Regions from separate parts of the Acanthopagrus latus genome. Here region 2 is linked to region 1. Evidence: chromatin contacts called from public Hi-C data. All regions are on one chromosome and are shown on one strand. The core of a region is the stretch at or near the end of the contact, and the rest is flanking DNA. Distances in the headings are between cores, read along the strand shown.

Region 1 (3,956 bases), core at 49-2,548:
TTGACACAACATGAAACTTTGCTCGTAGTACCACTAAGGTCTCTGCACATGAAACTTTGTGTACACAGAGTTTAGTGAAAAAGTTTTTGAACAATTCACATTGGCAGCTGTATCTTCGGGGTGCCGCCGTCATGGCAGACAAAAGGTGTCTATCCCCGAGTGTGACCTAACCGGGAGGAGAGTAATGGTGGACTGCTCCTCAAGCCCTCCTGTTAGGTCACAAAGGTTAAGTGTGACCTAACAGGAAGGCTTCAGGAGCGGTCCACCATTACTTTATTATTATTATTATTTTTTTTTTTACAGTTCCTGTGTGTGAAGTCACTGCAGTGGGAACGACTGTCAGTCGCACATGTGCACTCCATATTCTGCACTCACGATACCTTCTGCAGTTAGCTCACCTGGTACATCGTCACCACTCGCCCATATGAACTGTATAAATGTTCAAGGCTCTTGCTCAATCATTACACTCCATATCCTCATTGTGAGTCCAAATCAAGATGTAGGCCAACTTCACTGTAACAAAACCTTCATCAATCAATCAATCAATCAATCAATCAATAGTTTTCATGTATCAAATGTCCATCTTCCATCTTTCCCAGACTGAGGGATACCACTGGCTGTCACCTCCACCTTAGTGATAGTCAGAGAATTCGAAACAGCAATTACTTACTCACTAAAGTTTCGTCCAGTAAACGGAAGCTGTCACATGGTTGTAAACGAATAGCAATGATACACACAAATACTTCATATGTGAAGTCAGGGATGTGCACATGATTATACAGTATATATATAGTACGTGCCCCCCTCCCCCTTTTTTAGGCCTTAATAGATCCATCCATCCATCCATCATCTGTACATATTCTATGTACGCCGCTTAATCCTCTGCAGGGTCGCGGGGGCCTTAATAGATTCAAAATTAATTTAAAAAAGTACTCATAGAAAGCTAACTACTTAGCTGTGTATCCTATGTAGCTGTGAGTGATATGCAATTGTCATTTCTTTTGTGTCAACAAATTATTGCCAACATAAGTTTATTCACATTATCATAATACTGACGTTTAGAAGACATGCAATTCTTAAAAAGCTCTTTAAACTCTTAATGCACAGATTCTCGCAACTATAAAATCACCTTATGAATAGCATTCACGTCTGATATACTTTACATGTAATATTGCATGTTTAAGGTCTGAGAAATAGCTTATAACCACGACTTCGTGATTATCATTTTGAAACAACTTGCGGTTGCTTTTGAACGCAGCCTTGTTGATCCACTGCCACTTCACCCCCACGTCACTTCCGTTACACAACCTTCTCCGAGAGTTTTGTCCAAGATGGCGTCAACACAGTTAACGGATGAGGAGCTTTTCTCCGAATTAAAGCGCTTTGGTTTCATTCCAGGTCCAGTGACCGAAAACACTCGTCCAGTATACTTGAAGAAACTTAAAAAGCTTCGCGAAGAGCAGCAGCAGCGGGGCTCCAGACTGAGTAAAACCCGTAGCAGCGGGAATATCAACAGCACCACTGGCGGCGGCAGCACGGCGGGATCCAGGCCAGCCAGCCATGACGTCACGCACCTGAGCTCTAGCAGGAGACCGGGCCGGAAGTCCTCTGTTCTCGGCTTTAGCTCTGATGAGTCTGACGCTGAAACTCCCTTGAAAAGAAAGGGTTTTAATCACAGTGGCAGGGCAGACCGACGCTCTGATTTTCAACAACAACTAAAGACAAGACCCGTTACAACACCGAGTGTGACTATCAAGAGTCAGTATGGCGCTACGAGTACGCTGAACAGTAACGATTCTTCTCTGGATCCGGACGGGCAGAGAAGTGTCTCTCTGGGCTGGGGAGTTCGTGCCAGATGCAGCCCTGAGGCGGAAGTTAGGGATTACGACGAATCGGGGGACGAGGACAATTATGAGGGGGGTGCGGATAAGAACTCACGCTCTTTAAATGGTTGTGGAGCACCCCCCTTGGACACAAGCAAACTAGCCGGGGATTATTCAGACTCGGACGAGGAGGTGGTTGGGAGCATTGGAGACCGACAGAAGGAAAGGTTGCAACCTACACGAAGTCAGCAGCCAGTGTTGTTCCCCTCCCACGGAGTCGGCCGCGGGTCTCTGACGGGAGGGGCAGCCGGAGAGGTTAACCCGCCTGAGAATCTAAATATGGTGGGAAGTCGGAGGGAGGAAGGGGAGGAAGACAAGCTAAAGAGAAGAGAATCGGACTCATCGGGGGGCTTGCGAAGCCACAACTTTTCCAAAAAGTCTATTTACGTGTCCCTCACCGAGAACCATAGAGGAGAGGCCAGCAAAAACAACCACGTCGACGGGGATTGCGCAGCCTCTAGAAACAGCAGCAGGAGTAGGTTCAGCATCGGGTTGAGACCGCGCTTCTCCAACTACAGCAGTCTGGCCCAGACATACAGGGGCAGCCACTCTAACCAGATCGTTCCCAACCACTCATACAGCCAGGCAGTGCTGAAGCAGAAGGTGTCTGTCCCGGAGGATGAGCTGCTCCAGCAATTCAAAAGAGAAGAGGTGGCCGCCTCTGGTAGCTTTAGTGCTCACTATCTGTCCATGTTCCTTCTCACGGCAGCCTGCCTCTTTTTTTTGTTGCTGGGCCTCATGTATCTTAGGATGAGGGGTTCTGGATCCTCGGAGGTGGACGGAGTCAGTAAGTATCTGGCAAGAAGTGCTATTGAAGCTTTTGATTGTTTATCCATATAAACGGTAAAATAGGTCCATGGGCATTTCTAAACCAATGTACACAGAGCGTGATCATGATTTGACAGACAAAAGCATCCAAAGGGATTAAAATGTATGCCAAAATGAATGACAAAAAGATTTAATGACTCGGATAAATGACGCTTGACTTTGACACATATTTTAAAACTCAGTTGAAAAGTGAAGCAAGAATGATAAAGGACATGCGCTTTTGTGATCAGGAAATGTACCAACAGATTGGGTGAAAATGTTTTTACAGAAATTGAATTTTGCCTAAAACTTTAATATAAAATAGAAGAAGCAGAGGTGTGTGTAATAATAATGCTTGGTATTGTTATGAGTAGGGATGCCTCAAACAGGTTTTTTTCTTCTTTTTTACCCTGATCCCGATCTGAGTCATTTAATATGTAGTAAATGCCGATACTGAGTCCCTGCTAAAAAAAAAGTACCTGCATCCAAGGTTTTTCTTAATAGTTTTTTTTTTTTTTTTTAATTTTTGTTGAAACAAAGTATACATTTCATACGGCTCTTTCTTGTTCTGCATATGCTATCGTAACATTGGCCTACTTCTTTCCTTGTGATAGCGGGTGAGTCTGTAGCCGTTTTTAGACAGGGCACCAAGCCGCCAATTTGCCCGTCATTTTGGCGGCTCGGTTCGCGGTTTTAGACAGAGGCCAGCAAATTGGGGGTCTGTTTTGGTCCGCCTATTTTCCGCCTCGCCTGCTATCTAAAAACGAGGCGTCAATGTGGCGGCCTTCAGTGACCTGCACCGTTGTGCGACCCACAGCCGGGGAGTTTTAAAACCAAGAAACAGCTGATCACAGCAGTCAGTCCATCACTTCATCCGCGGACATTAAGATGGGCAACTGGACAGCCGCTGAGATCCAGGAGATGCAGCGCCTCCTCGGTCTCTTCAGCTGTTTGGTTGTATTAGCTTGTTGTTGTGTTGGCAAGCCAGGAACAGTCCCTACTTTCAAATTAAAAGCCCCCGCTAAGAACCCAGTTCTTAACGCCAATGGGGTGCAATATAAAGCTCTTATTTTGAAGACAAATTCGTTGTTGCTGTTCACAGCCCAACTTCGAGCATCATGTCACGTCACATGTTTACGCCTACCTCAGAGGGCTTTTAGAAATGGAGGAATAATAAGGCAGGAACACACCGGCCCAACCGTTGGACGTCTGAAGCGTTTGAAGAGACACGGAACAAATATGTTCGGTGTGTTCAGCTGTGTTGGA
Region 2 (4,281 bases), core at 320-2,819, 140 kb before region 1:
CAGGTAGTTTTCTTTTAAAGTAAATCTGAAATCAAAAGGAATATATCAGCAACGATGTCACATTTTAGAGGGCTTCTATTTTGAAAATCCAAATCAGATCTTCCTGGAATTATCTGAGTGAGTCTCTGAAGTTGAGTTCTATCAGTCTCAAGTGAAATAAATGTGGAAACTGGTACTTTCCTCTTAATGTGGATCTGAATTTGAGGGAAATATTGAAAATAATTGACTATCAATTAGTGGGCTTTTATTTTGAAATTCCTCATCAGAAACGCCAGCTATTGTGTTTATTTTTATGTTGGACTAATTGTACAAACAGATGAAATGTCATGGCCCCCATCTTCTAAGACTTCAGTGTGATCAGAATAAGGATGGTAATATGAATTAAATAATAAATAAATAAATAAATAAATAAATAAATAAATAAATAAATAATCAATGAATTAATTCCTTAAATGCTCAATTAAGTAATTAATTGTTTAAATAATTCATCAATCAATTAACAGACTGGCTGATTGTATTTGTGTGAAATTGCAGACTGCCTTCATAAGTGTCTGCTTTTATTTTGAATTCTGTTCTGGCACTGCATTACCGTAATATCGTCTATATACAGGCACTGCAAATTAAGTGGCGGCTAGGTTGACCGGGGATTTCGGAGTGGAGGGTGGCTTGACTGCAGTAGCCTTTCCTGCATCTTCTGGGTTACCAAGATGAGTGACATGGTCCCAACCAATTGGTAAAGGCAATCAGAATGTGAAATACAGTTTGAACGCTACTGTTCATTTCTAAGATATGCCGCTGTTACCTAGGCTGAGAGAGCTGTTGTGTCCCTCACAGCACACAGATGACAACCTTTTGATAGTGTAGGGTTAGGTCCCTAACGTGACCCAAGAGCTGCTAACTACGACCTTTTTTTCTCTATGGCCGCATAAACTGGCTGTGCTCTTTTGTCAACATGGTGGGTTTAATCTATAACGTTAATGTATTCGCATATCGCTCTCGCGTAAAAACCCACTGACATGTGCAACATAGTATATTACATCAGGCGATGAACAGGCTCTTTCAAAAATGATGAGTTGTGGAGTCTTTTGTTTTGTTTTTTAGCTGTATACGAAAAAACAAAGCTGCTGATTCACCTGTCTTTCCAGTACGTTGTTTTCCTCTCTCAGTTTTTCCAGGAGTTCGCCAACATTCTTCAAGGATTTCAGGTCACTGCCTACCTTTTTCTCAAGGAATTTCACTACATAGTCGTGTAGGCCCTCCGCATCTGTTGAGAAAGACTCGCTATCTAGGCTGGTTGTGTAGACGGAGTGTGAAAAATGATCTGTCAGTTTGCTAACTTGAAGCTCCGCTTCAGTGCCCGCCGCCATATCTCCCCTTCACTGTTGTGGCCTGACTACAAGTGGTTTATTGCCACGACTGTACGTAAGGGAGGCGGGAGCCTATGACGTCCCTAGGGCGGTCCTTGGGAGCGAGCGCGAGTGGTTTATTTCCGGTGTAGCGTGCGACGATCGCTGCTGATCAGTTATGTACAGGGCTGGCTGATCCCTTGTTGAGCCACATCAGTGCCCATCCGCAGTCCAGACGGCCGACAAGGGCGCCGCCATATATCCAATCCATACCGGAAGTGTCAACCGGAAGTTAGGTTTGTTTTTTTCTTTTTTATTATTTTATTGAATGATAACATATTTACATAACATATTGGCATAGTACATTGCAATACAGAATAAACAAGGCACATGGACAAGCCTCAGAATATCATCGACAGTGTAAGATGAAAGAAATTAAGAAATCTCAGAAAAATAAATAACTGAATAAATAATATTTGGGAGAAGTCAAAGTAAAAGTAAAATAAATGAAGAGGGGAGAGCTAGGGGTTTTCAGTAAGATTAAACTCCTCTACTAACCTACAAAGTTTCAATGCATTTTTCTTCTCCATACATTTCAAGGATGAAAAATAATGACATAGTTCTTTATGAAAAACATAGAAATTAGGTTTGGATTTCATGCATCTATTTTTACAAATGAATAATTTACCAAGAATGATGAAAGTGTTAATAGCCAGGTCATGGGATGCCTCTCTCATAGATACACCATATAAAACATTTTCTTTTGTTAGAATAGTGAAATTGGGCATTTTAGGGAATAACCAGTCATACAAACCTTCCCAGAAGGTATTAACAAATTTACAGTCATAAAACAAATGTTCAGTTGTTTCAATGTCTTCATCACAAAATGAGCAGTTATTGTGGTCAAAATGAAAACGATTCCTTACAAATTCAGAGGAGGGTATACTCTATTAAGAATTTTAAAGTGCACCTCCTTTGCTTTTGGAGCAATGGGAAACTTAAAGAATTTGGATCTCAAACTTTCAGCTTCTTTTTTAGAGAAAAACTGTAGAATTGATATTCTGTTTGATGAGAAAAGTGGAAGTTAGTTAGCTAAGCCGCTGAGCTAAAACCAAAAGAAAAGCTTAAAAAACACATACGTTTACAAGACGTATGTATGGTTTACACATAACATAATAGCTTGCACTGTTTCTGCTGTTAAATGTTTTCTCCAAAAGAATACAGACTTAATAAGGAAGGACTAAAAGACTGGAAAAATGCAAGCCACTTGCTGAAGGTTCATAAGGATAGCCGCTTGCACAATACCCACATGGCAACATAGAAGGAGTTGGAGGTAGTTTTGCAAAGTGGCTGACAATAGATAAGCTAGAGATGGCACTTGCTGAGGCTGAAAGATAGATAGGTCCCATACAAGGCAATGATTTAGTTGTTTGATTTAGTTGTTTGTTTTTTTGTCTCCATTTTTCCTTTAAGTGAAACTCTCGCCAAAATGCAATCTAGGCTTTGTTTGTGAATGTCATCTGTGTCATAATCAGACGTCTTGATTCCTTTAAATGCTGTGTAATAAGTTAAGCTGGCAACAAAGTGCATAAAATGAAATATTTTAGTGATATGGCACAACCAAGAGAAACCTGTATTCAAGGGGTGATTCACACATTGAGAGAAATAGAACTAATTTTTTGATTATGAAACATTTCAATAACTTTGCGAAAATGTATTGCAAAATAGATTTTTTTGGCGAGTTCGGGTTAAAAGAAATGGTAAAACAAAAGTCAATAGGATGAGATTTTCAGGTTTGATATGGGATTAGTTTCACATATCCAATATTAGCCTGGATTAGTGAGGACTGAAATTCTTCAACTATTTTTTTTCAGTACATGTTTAAGAAAATTTGAATAGACAAATCCCCAGTAAGTAGGATTTTATCTGAACAAATCACAAGATCTGCAAAAAATTCACCAAATTCTTCTAGAAATTTGGAGGAGGACCTTGGAGGTATGTAGGTTACCACCAGGTGAAGTCCTGGTCCCTTGACAAGGCCGTTTCTACTTGATGAAGATGGTTTTGCAACTAGAGCCAAATGAAGTAAATGCAATATCCTGGTTGGAGGTTAAACTGAAAATGTCTTTGTAGATTAGAACAACACCTCCCCCTTTTAAGATGCCGAGCAACATGGGCATAGTTATAGTCAAGAGGGGAGGCTTCATTTAATGGCAGAAAAGTATTAGGTTTCAGCCGTGTTTCACATGACAGTCATGTCCAGCATATGCTCAGTAATCAAATCATTAAACAGTAAGGCTTTGGTGGACAGAGATCTTTTATTAAGGACGCCACATTTGAGGATTTTTGAACTCATTAGAGCAGCAGTTTCCAGTGAAAGGCTGTTCTGTGGAGCTCATGGTAGATATTTTAGGAAATGGAACATGGTACCTTTTAGTAATATAATGTTTTCTCTGCCTATGCAGGCAGTGATGACAGGGTGCAGTACTGATTAGCATTGGTATTTTCTTATGTAAGTGAGGAAGAAAATACACATTTGGAGTGGTGAAGCCCTTTGACCTCCAGACCTTAAATGGTGACTCCTGTCTGTCTCCTGTCCCTTAATCAAAAGACATCTACGGCCGATTTCATCACTATGTTAAATGTGATCAAACTAATGTGATCAGCTGTGATGAGCTAATCACACTTTCCACAGTGCCCCCCCTCTCTTTTGTATTCCCACTGACTGAACCTGACATTTTGTCTCCTTTGTTCTTACTGTATAAAATGCTGTTGCTTCATTTGCTCTGGGTCAGCTCACCAGCTCAGACCCACTCTGTGCCCGTCGGTTCACCAGTTTACAGGTATTCTTTGAATAAACACATCACCACAGCAAACTGCTCCAAAGGACTGGAATGATTTCTTCAACAATTTTGTGCCGTGACACAGATGGCAG

What was found. A called contact is a pair of places that touch in the nucleus more often than the background predicts.
Region 2: a Hi-C map of liver shows a contact between it and region 1, with 3 times the contacts expected there. The contact joins the promoter of rint1 here to the promoter of lemd3 in region 1. A contact is called at or near these places in 2 of 4 Hi-C or Micro-C datasets (liver and muscle).

What each region holds. Positions count from the first base shown.
Region 1 is chr14:2,633,917-2,637,872 of fAcaLat1.1, reverse strand. lemd3 (inner nuclear membrane protein Man1) reads left to right here and starts at 1,298. Exons shown (of 13, transcript XM_037121001.1): 1 at 1,298-2,670. The coding sequence starts at 1,332.
Region 2 is chr14:2,777,333-2,781,613 of fAcaLat1.1, reverse strand. rint1 (RAD50-interacting protein 1) reads right to left here and starts at 1,569. Exons shown (of 15, transcript XM_037121264.1): 1 at 1,134-1,569. The coding sequence starts at 1,367. It overlaps LOC119032281 (a long non-coding RNA gene), which reads left to right and starts at 631. Exons shown (of 4, transcript XR_005078838.1): 1 at 631-733.